2 separate regions of the Muntiacus reevesi genome follow, and region 2 is linked to region 1. The links are chromatin contacts, called in public Hi-C maps. All regions are on one chromosome and are shown on one strand. Each heading gives the region's core, a stretch centred on a gene start, on an enhancer-like site or on the middle of the called end of the contact. The rest is flanking DNA. Distances are from core to core; before and after follow the strand shown.

Region 1 (6,057 bases), core at 3,223-5,722:
CATTATTCCTAATAGAGCTTATTTTATTGAAATAGAAAACCTACTAAAACAATTCAACCACCGGTAAGTTGAATTTGGGGTGATGATTTGCTTCCTTCTACAGACTCGATGGACATGGGTTTGAGTAAGCTCCGGGAGTTGGTGATGGACAGAGAGGCCTGGCGTGCTGTGATTCATGGGGTCCAAAGAGTCGGACACGACTGAGCAACTGAACTGAACTAAACTGATATACTTTTCATTAGTTCTTTATGATTTTTAATAACTCTGCCAGGTTTTACACAGAAACAAAAAAGTCAGCCTGGTTCCAGTCAAGAATCTTGCACTCCCTTGCTGTGACTGTGAGCAACACATGCTACCTAGCTGGGCCTTGGTTTCTTCATCTGCAAAATGAAGGGGTTGATTTCTAAGGCTTCCAATCCTAAAATTCTGTGATCCTATAAGAGAGCAGACACTTCAGCATGGGAAAGAAGACAGACATAGGAAGAAGCAGGTCAGGCAGTGATTGCAGCTTCCACTTTGCCTTGTAGTGCTCCCCCAAGGGTTTGATTTCTAGTCATTCCTTTTATTTTGGTTATTTATTTATTGGCCACGTTGCACAGCCAGGGCTTGACCTTGGGCCCACAACAGTGAAAGCAGTGACCCCCAACCACTGAACTACCCGGGAATTCCCTTGTTATTCCTTTTAAAATGTTAATTATTTGATCAAACAGTGTGTGTCTACAATGTCTCTTTAAATCCTAACAGATATTCTTTGAACTGGATTTCTGTAGCAATCTACCAAAGAGAAAATTTACCTCTTGGCACTACTGATAACATCAACCTAAGAACTGATAAAATCAAGCTGAAATTTTTAAAAAAAGATTTCCATTAAACTTCTGGGGGTGACATTGTGAGAACTGGTCAAGTTTAAAAACTGTGAATCCAGTCAAGAAGAGTCAACAGTAGGCTAAAAGCTTAGAAAGGTAAAGATAGGAGAAAGAGGCAGGTTGGTGAGAGACAGGAACCAGAAAAAAGGGAAAGGTACTGGAATGTTTTAAAAGGGTGAGGGGAGAAGTGAGAAAGATAGCAAGAAGGGAAAAGTAGAAGGTGAGAATCAGTGAGAGAACAGAGCCAAGGAACAAGAGGATGTGTGACACAATCAGAGGCAAGGCCATAATAGGAGAAACATACAAAAGGTCTGAGGCCAGGATGGAGCTGTGGAGCATCCTGGAGGAAGAACTGAAGGGGGATTTGAAATAGGATCGGTCTGAATGAGTATCAGAAAACTAGGTTCTTTCTCAGTTCAGTTCAGTCACTCAGTCATGTCCGACTCTTTGCAACCCCATGGACTGACTGCAGCACGCCAGGCCTCCCTGTCTATCACCAATTCCCAGAGCTTGTTCAAACTCATGTCTATTGAGTCAGTGATACCATCCAACGATCTCGTCCTCTGTCGTCCCCTTCTCCGGCCCTCAATCTTTCCCAGCATCAGGGTCTTTTCCAATGAGCCAGCTCTTCGCATCAGGCGGCCAGAGTGTTGGAGCTTCAAAGGTTCTTTCAATCTAGCTCCATATAAGAAGTTAGTGGGAAAATTACAAACATAATCTGGCAAGTAAAACTAGGCACTAAAGAAAGAATTCCACTTTTCATTGAGCCTGAAATAAAGAAGGATTCATGCATGAATCAGATCTTCCAAAAGCAGTAAACCCTGGAGGCTAAGCTATGTAAGCTATTAACTTTAGCTTGGTACATACTGAACCAGGGATAAAGAGGCCAGTATTCATCTGAACTGACGTGAAGCAAATGTGAAGTAGCAGTGTCTTTTCTCCCTTCCCAGGATTTTCCAAGAAATTCTCCCACCTTCAGTATTGGACAACACACCTGGAGTTGCCATGTGGTTTGATGAAAAATCCTGGACTAGAAATCAGTCCGACCTGCTTGTAGGGCCACCCATCCCCCTATTCTCTGAGCATCACTTTCCTTATTTGTAAGATGTCTTGCCTGTCTCCAGAGAGTTTCTGTGAGGATCAAGTGAAGCAGTTTAGGAGGGGTGGAAATCTGCAAAGTAATATGGAAATGTAAGGAATAACATTTATTTATGAATAATAGAAAACAACTCAAAAATCACTTAACCCATACATACTAACTCTCAGAAGAGGAGGTCTGGATGGGAAGCAGCTCCAGGAGTGGTTAATGAAGTGTCTCTAGAACAACCTCGGGTGCTCTGGTGACTTCTTTTCCTTTCCTCCTCAGGGGGTTTGCTGCTACCCCTTGTAATTATAAGATGCCTGCCCTAGATCCAGATACCACCTACATAGAACACCATCCTGAGGCAGAAAGGGGACTTTTTATCTTTCCAAGTATCATTTATTAAGAGCAAGGACAGCATTTCCAGAAACCCTCCCTCCTACAGCCCTCCCATCCTGCCTCATTGACTGAAATTGCATCCCATGCCCATTGCTAATCTATCAGTGGAAGAGAAATTGCATTATTATGATTGGTTTAAGACTAATTAAGATTCATTTCCAGAGAGGAGGGAAAGGGCCTCCACTGAAGTAGATGGCCACCTAAACTTCTTGTACAAAACCAGAGTGGTGTGATCAAAGAAATGAAGGGGGAATGGCAATTGGTTTGTCAACCAGTTTTTTGCCACAGATTGCTAATTATGTTAGCTGTCTCCCTCTTCCCTTCCAAGCATCAAAGAAAACACGTTGTCTGCAATTTTCCCTCCAGTCCTATTGGTGACTAGATAGAATGCCAGTTGAAATGATTAGAAATAGGACTTGCCTGGTGGTCCAGTGGTTAAAAATACACCTGTCAGTGCGGGGGGATACAGGTTCGATCCCTGGTCCGGGAAGATTCCATATGCAATGTGGCATCTAAAGCCCATACACCATCACTGGGTCCACGTGCTGCAGCTACTGAAGCCTGATCACCCTAGAGCCTGTGCTTTGCAGGAGAAGCCACCACTGTGAGAAGCTCGTGCACCACAACAAGAGAGTAGTCCCCACTCACCACAACTAGAGAAAAGTCCAAGCACCAATGAAGACCCAGCACAGCCAGAAATAAACAAACATTTAGTGTGTGGGGGGGGGAATAATAAGGCTTCAAACCTATCCAGTAACACAGTCAGGACTAGCTGCAGCCACCCCTTTACAATTAGACAAACACCAAGACCCTCTTGTTGGCCTTGAGAGTGAATCTGCCATCTTAGGATGAAGCAGAGGGGTAGAAAAGACTGAAGCTGAGAATGGAACAGGGAGGGACAATAAAGAAAGCATCGCTCACTCACTGGGCTAGGTGCCCTGGTACAAACTGAAGGGTGACTCCATGTGTGTTCACAGTTGGGTAATAATCACTTTACTCTCTATTTCTGGAAAGGAACTGTACCTGCACACCCATCCAAGTATAAGCATAAACAAAGGATGACAGGACACAATAATGATTCAGAATCATAACCACCAGGATAAGAATTCCCTCCCGTTTGTCTCATGCTTACTAGATGCTCTTATACTGAGTTTATCAAAATAATCAGAAAATGGGGCTGAATGTGAGAGATGGCCCTGGGTAATAAAGAATTGCTAAGGCAATGAGTATAATACATGGAATTCTTACTGAAACTGAGAAAGGGAAAGTTTCTTTCAGCTAGGACCGCTAATTTGTTGGCCATCTTTGGCTTCCAGTGGCCATCTTTTTCCCCACATGGGAGAAATTGCAAAGAACGAAGTAATACAAAGGAAAGTAAAGCTGAGAGAGAACCTGCTAACTATAACATCTTAGCACCTAGATCCAGCCATTCCTGAAGTTTTATCCTATGACATTTCACATATGTAAGTCAATAAATTCCTGAATTTTATTTTCTTAGAACAGTTTCATTTGGGGACTTCCCTGGTAGTCCAATGGTCAAGACTCAAAGTTTCCAGTGCAGGAGGCACAGTTTCCATCCCTGGTCAGGGAGTTAAGATCCCACATGTAGGGAGCTATTGCTGAAAGAAGAAAAAAAAATTTTTCTTTTATTTGGATTTTGGTCCACTGTTGTTTTCAAAAGAATTTTTACTAATACTTGCTAAAATGTAATTATCAATCTCCAGATCTTCTTGCTGAGAAATCAAATCATTGTGTTAGGCAAACTGACTTTGAATTGACTTTTTTCAATTGCAAGTGAGAAAAATCCAACGCAATTGCTTTCTGCATAGAAGTATATACTAACGTTTTCAGATTATTTGCTTGCATGCTATAAGGTCACCTGTTGGGTTTAAATACTGTTTGTTGTCTTTTCTCTTTCTTTTTTCCTTCTTCCATTTTCTTTTCTTTTACTTTAGGCACATAACTGGCCGGCAACAAAGCCTCCCCGAGATGGGGAAAACAGTTCTGGTCTAGCTTGGTTGCTGTGAGCCACTTAAGATTTATCCCTGGCATGCACCAGTGGGGTCTGACCTGACATCCCATTTTTTATTGAGTCTTAGGGCCTCTTTACGTGATCTCTCCCCACTTGTTCAGTTCAGTCTCTCAGTCGTGTCCGATTCTTTGCAACCCCATGGGTTGCAGCACGCCAGGCTTCCCTGTCCATCACCAACTCCCGGGGCCTACTCAAACTCATGTCCATCGCGTCAGTGATGCCATCCAACCGTCTCATCCTTTACCGTCCCCTTCTCCTCCTGGCATCAATCTTCCCAATTGTCAGTTTGGGCTTCTTCTTAGCTTGGTGGCTTCAATGCAACTGACAGCTTACATCCCTGAAGGCTTCAGGAGAAATGCTTCCAGAGATCCAAGTGGGAGTTCAAGCTCCCTCCGCAGCATCCTCAGCGCCGGGGCTCCCGGCCGTCGCCAGGGGGCGCGCTCCGGCCTGCGGCACCCGCTGACCCCACCGCCGGGTTTTGGCGCTCCGCGTGCGGACTTAAGGCTGCGTCGCCCGGAGGCAGTCCTACCGGCTCGTCGGGAGGCTGGGGACCGGCGGCCTCGGCGAAGAAACCGGGCGCGGGGAGGCGGCAGGAGGGGGCGCTGCGAGGCCCGGCGGTCGCGGCAGGGAGGAAGCGCTGTCTTCGCGGCCCCGCAAAGCCGGTTTTGATCCCGGCGGCGGGACCCTAGACTCCCAGCGGCTGGCGGGAGGGAGGGAGGCTCCTCCCCCGAGCCTCGTCCCGGCCCCGAGCGGCGGCGGCGGGCGCTTCCCCCGCAGGAAGCGGCGGTTTTAGTCCTCGTGCGGCGGCGGCGGCGCTTGGTCGGGACTCCGGGACTGAACCCAGAAGTGCGGCTGAGCGCCCTGGTCTTTCCCGCTCTCAGGTCAGGGGGCGCGCTGTGAACGGGTTAAAATCCCCATCCTTTTCATCTGCTGTTAATAAGGGAAGAGAAAGCCCAGTCCCGTTACGTTCGTGCGGTGACGAAGAGAAGTCAACTGGGGTGAGGGCCTGGCTCCTAACTACTCGGAAGGAGCTGTCACGTAGACGAGCGCGTAGACTTGTTCTCTCTGGTCCTTAGGATTTTTTACCAGGGTTAAGGGTGAAAGCTACTAGGAGGCCAGTTCCAGCGCAAGAAGAAGAATTTAGGACCCGTGTCAGCCTGACTTGGGAGGCAGTGTGCTCCCCCAGCTTCCGAGGGATGGAGGAGAGTCCAGATGACCACTGAGAGAAGGGTGGGTTGTAAAGGAGATTTAAATAAACATCAGGTGGGAAAGTTGGATTAACGACCCTTTCTTTTCCGTGTTTCTGTTATCCTGTAATCAACTTCATAAGTGGAACTTTTCTCAGTTTGGTTTTCAGTTAGTTATTTGAATTGTTTGTTACAGGCACTTCTCACTGCCGACTTTCTCATGATTGCTGAGATAGACATGTCAGGAAAGGTCCTCAAAGGGTTAATCTTTCTCCTTCCCCTCTGGGAGCTTTGATACAAAATGCATGCCTCCTTGAAGCCTGACCTGTACTTTTCACTGTGGCTCTTGAGCTGAATTTTGCCTCAGTGAACAATGGTTGTGGCTACAGGAGCTATACTGCTAGCATCCACAGTCCTGGCTCCTTCTGGACACCCTGGACTCAGGCAGGACTTAGGCCCACTCAGCGCTCAGTATCTTTAACTATAGGATGC
Region 2 (5,246 bases), core at 1,937-4,436, 150 kb after region 1:
AGGAAAAAAAAAAAGAAACAGATTACTAGTGAGTTAAAACTTTTGTGAGAAATAGTAATAGTTCTATTACAAGTAAAAACTATAGAATATGCACTAGTTCTTTCTACTCACTGCATTTTGACTTTGACAAATTGTAAAAAATTGTTTCATTTGCAAAACCAGGTTCTTAGCTCTTCGATTTCCACCATTATATTTAAGTATACTTTTTAAAAAGCTGTTTTCAGTAAGCAATAAGAAAATAACAATGCATCTTTCACTGCATTGTGGCAGAACCCTTTGCATTCTCTTCAATTCTATCAGGACCCCAGGTAAGCAAACACTCAGCAAGTGTGTGTATTAAAAAATAATTGCTTTTGTCTCCATGAGGCATCATGCAGATTAACAAAATATTTTTGTAATATACAAGGCATGTATTTTTCCATTCTACGAAAAGCCTACAACCTAAAAGTACTACTAAAACAGATGCAGTTATAAAGACTAGGGACATCTGGGCTTCAATGTCAATGCTGACAATGAGGCTCTCCTTAACCAAACTAGGTCAGGCTCCTCTGAACTCTCTTCCCAATGAGGCTCTGACTTTGGGCTTCCAGGTGCATCTCTGCCTTGCCTACTTTTATCAAGTATCCTGTTAGGTGGTTTTAGCTAGAAACCCCCTCTTAACCCTGATGTAGTAAGTTTCCAGCCACTGGCCCCCACTTTGCTGCTTGGCTATAAATTCTCACTTTAGGGAATTCCCTGGTGGCCTAGTGGTTAGGACTTGGTGCTTTCACTGCTGGGGCCTAGGTTCCAATCCTGGTTGGAGAACTAAGATCCTGCAAGCCAAGCAGCGCGGCCAAAAAAACCAAAACACACAAAACAATCAATCGCAGGACTGAACACAAAAGTCAGAGAAAGATCATGGCATCCAGGTTGCTGCAGAGTTCTGCTTCATCTTACAAGCTGTTGTTTAGTGTTCTTTAATCCCTAAGCAGCATATATTTTTCATACGATAAATCATTTTTCCTTACTGGAAACATAAATTATATTACTCCTACCAACAAAACAGGAAGAACACATAATAATTAATCTTGACTTTAGATGACAGCAATGATTAAAAGATTTTATTCTATTCTATTCTATTCCCTACCTTTCCTTCTTTTTTGTCATTAAAAATTTCGTTTGGTTGTGAACAGGACCCACTCCTTACTTTTTCATAGATGACTCCTTCACACCACGTGGCTCAGCGGAATGAACACGCATGGTGCCAAGGCAATTCTGATTCCAGCATAACCTTGGCAAGATCAGTTACTTCCTCCAAGCTTCAGTTGTTTCACCCATCTCTGAGGTAAGCAGTGTTCATCATGCTTAGATTTTTAATACTTTAAAACTTCATCTCTTTGCTATTGTCATACAACTAGATGAAGTTTTAAAGTATTAAAAGTCTAAGGATGATGAACACTGCTTACAGGCTTCCTAGGTGGCCCAGTGGTAAAGAACTCGCCTGCCATGCAGGAGACGTGGATTCTACCCCTGGGTCGGGAAGATCCCTTGGGGAGGAAATGGCAACCCACTCCAGTTATTTTTGCCTAGAGCATCCCATGGACAGAGAAGCCTGGCGGGGCTACAGTCCACGGGTCGAAAAGAGTCAGACACAACTGAGCACAAAGGCACTACTTACATGCCATAGTACAATTATCTCAAATACTTATTTTCTTACCTCCAAATATAAGGCCACATTTAAAAAACGTATACATTCCACTGCTGTTACTTGGAATTTTCTAATACCACCCTGAACAATGTCACTTCCTCCTTGGTAACTTTCTATGTCATTTTTACTTGAGGGACAAGGAATATATTTTTAAGTGAAGCTGTCTTTAAAACACATACATATACAACTACCTTCACTCCATCACTTTTCTGTCATTATCCTCTAATGAACTGAAATTTTGCCAATCAGTCTTCTAAAATATTACATTTTCTTTGAAATGCTACATTACCTAGCGGTAGCAATCAGCATTTTTAATACTTTAAGCATTTCAATTTACTGTTCACTAGCACATTATGACATCATTGCCTTCCAGTGTCTGCACTCATTAAATAATCCTCTACCTTTGTTCCTCTGCCTTCGATACATAGATTGCAGATGTCCTATTGTTCCCGTTCACCATTTCAGTGAAGAAGCTCAAAAATGACTTAATATTTGCACGTTTCTTTGCTCGGTAAATAACACTTCCCCTCACTGCAATTGAGCTGGAGAGTCTATCTCTCACCAAAAGGCAAGATCTGGGCAAGACTAAATAGGAACTCGAAGGCCGAATGGGAAGGGGGGCGGAGTCAGTACATCAGCCTAACAGGGGTTCCAGGGCTTTCACAGATAAACAAAGGAAGTTGATTTTCCCACGGTGCCGCATGTGCTTCGACCATCCTAAGGTACTCGTGCGGAAGCCCAGAGCTCATTACCTTGAAAACGCAGCCCAAGTGCTGATTTTTTTTTTTCTAAGGGAATCCCACTAAAAGCAGACAACCAGAAAGTCAACGGAGACAGAGATGGATGAGGAAGAGAGTGGGCCGACCATCGATTCCTTCCTCTGACTCCACGGAAGAACCTAAATATCTGCTAACCCCAACATACCGACACATAGCTCCTCCGCTGTTCAAGATACAATTTTCAGGGGGAGGAGAAAACAGGGAGTGTGCGGGGTGGGCTTCAGGTAGGGTGAGGGTGAGTGCGAGGATCAGGAGAGAGGAGTCAAGTTCAGGGGCGGAGAGGGCCTGGAGGGTGGTCCGAGCCGAGCGAAACCGCGTGGGTGTCGGCGGCGCGCGAAAGCCAGAACGGCAGGGGGCGGGCACGGGCCCCTTTCTCACCTGGCAGCCCTTCTTGTGATGAAAGCCGACCACCACGATGTGCAGGACCGGCCCCCGTGGGGGGCCATCGCCGCCCCGCCTGATCTTCTCCATGGACGACCTCCGCGGGCCCGCACAACGATGACTTCAACCGCCAAGGGCGGCAAGCTCGGCGACCCCGCGATCCCCAGGAGGACAGCGAGAGGTGGATTTCAGGTGTCAGCGAGGGAGCCGCATGAGAGCCGCGCGGGGGCCGGGAGGAGGCCGAGGATCCTGCAGCTCTGCACCGCCCTCCCGGGCCGCGGCCGCGCTTCCCTCATCCGCTTCCGCTGTTTCCGGGCTGTCACCTGATGCAGGGGCCGCCGCGGGCGAGGCGGGACGGGCAGGATCGGGAGGGACCTGAGGGGGCTGGGCCTGGTGGTGGGGCGGGGCCTGGGGAGCGGGGCGGGGGCGCCGGGTGGGCGTGGCCGAGGGCGGGGCCTGGTGGGGCCGCTGGGCACACCTGTCCCCAGTTCACCCACTCTCTGTGCGACCTTCTCCCCCTTCCTCCTCTGTCCTTGCCTCTTCCTCCTTAAAATCTTCTCCCCTACCCATCTCTTCCGTCAGTTTTTTCCTGCCTTTTTTCCCCTTCATTTTCCGTGTATCCAATTCTTCCACCTCCTTCCCTTCGCCTCTCTGACCTGGAGTCTCTGCCTTTTATTCTTAAATTTTGATAACATGGAGACATATTGGTGCGGCTCTACATCTGTGTATTCAACCTTTAAGTTACTTGCTTACCCAGAGTTTCTCTTTTGCTTCGTTCTGTGTTTTTTCCTTATTGAAATATTATGTATAGGAGTTTGGAAGCGTTTTAAGGCCTCATGCAGAATATCCTTGAAAGTAAATTAAATTTACAGGGAGACCTGTAAAAATGATTATTCTAGTCCTGATATTTTATTTTTTGCTTTGTTGTGAAAGTGTTGGTTGCTCAGTCGTGTCAGACTCTTTGCGACCCCACAGACTGTAGCCTGCCAGGCTCCTCTGTTCATGAAATTATCCAGGCAAGAATACTGGAGTGGGTAGACATTCCCTTCTCTGGGTGATCTTCCCGACCCAGGGATTGAACCCAGGTCTCCGGCATTGCAGGCAGATTCTTAACTGTCTGAGCCACCAGGAAAGGCCAATTTAGTCCTGCTATTTAAAAAAAAATTTTTTTTTCATTCTATCATCTGGGTTTAGTGCTCTGATCAGCACAAAATACATGGAGTTATCATCAGAGGTTTTTATTTCCTTACTGATTGTACTAGTTGAATTAAAAAAGAAACTGAATCTCATTTCACATCAATTTAAAGTGAATAGTGGAAATAATAGCAGATTTAACAAGTCTTGTCCAGGGCAGTTTGAGGGTAGGTGCCTGCTTCAAATAGCATTCATAATTATTGCAATAACTAGTTGTGAAGTTTATCATTACAAGTTGCCCATCTCTTAGTTTAGACAACCTTAATAGTTGATGTTTTCCACTCTGGCCTTAAAATTTAAGGACCTGCATTCTAATCTAAGCATGGCTGGGAAAAACTATAATGGTGGCTCAGATGGTAAAGAATCTGCCTGCAATGCAGAAGACCTGGGTTCAATCCCTGGGTAGGGACCACACACTGAAGAAGGGAATGGCTACCCACTCCGGTATTCTTGTCTGGAGAATTCCATGGATAGAGAAGCCTTGAAGATAATTAAAGTTGGTGAGGTCTCCAAAGAGTTGGACAGGACTGAGTGACTTTCATTTCCATTTTCTTCTTATTAATAGAACATACTTTCTGTGATTCAGTAGAATTGTTTTAATGCTAATAATACTGTGGAAAAACTTCAAGTTGTTGCTACTATTTCTTTTCTGTATTACAAAATTTTTGGCACTGACTCAGAACTGTGTGTGAAACTATAACATTCCCTGTATACAGAATATATATGTTACTGTTTTCTCCCATCTGCTTTGACATTTTCCACAATTAGCCTAGCTAAAATTGAAGTGAAATTGAACATTTTTTTTAAAAGGATGAAAGGTCAGGGCATCTTAGAACTCTGTGTAGTGAATGCCAACTCTTTACTTTGTTGTGTAGGAGACCCCAGTGATAGCAATATAAAATCTGTATCAGAACTTTCCTGGTGGCCCAGTGACTCAATGCAGAGGGCCCGGGTTTGATCCTGGTCAGGGCCCACTCCAGTATTTTTGCCTGGAAAATCCCATGGACTGAGGATCCTGGTAGGCTACAGTTCATGGGGTGGAAAGAGTCGGACACAACTGAGCGACTTCACTTCACAGGGAACTAGATCCCACATGCCACAGTATGGCACGTCTAAAGATCTCAAGTGCCACAGATAAGGCCCAGCATAGCCATACCCCCCAAATCTGTTATATTTTGCATGCTAGGGTCTCCAACTAAGATGAA

Evidence for each region. A called contact is a pair of places that touch in the nucleus more often than the background predicts.
Region 2: a Hi-C map of muscle shows a contact between it and region 1, with 3 times the contacts expected there. The contact joins the promoter of AVL9 here to the promoter of LOC136171161 in region 1. A contact is called at or near these places in 2 of 3 Hi-C or Micro-C datasets (blood and muscle).

What each region holds. Positions count from the first base shown.
Region 1 is chr6:60,567,752-60,573,808 of mMunRee1.1, forward strand. LOC136171161 (retinitis pigmentosa 9 protein-like) reads left to right here and starts at 4,473. Exons shown (of 6, transcript XR_010663767.1): 1 at 4,473-5,259; 2 at 5,468-5,608.
Region 2 is chr6:60,714,694-60,719,939 of mMunRee1.1, forward strand. AVL9 (AVL9 cell migration associated) reads right to left here and starts at 3,187. Exons shown (of 16, transcript XM_065938657.1): 1 at 2,845-3,187. The coding sequence starts at 2,937.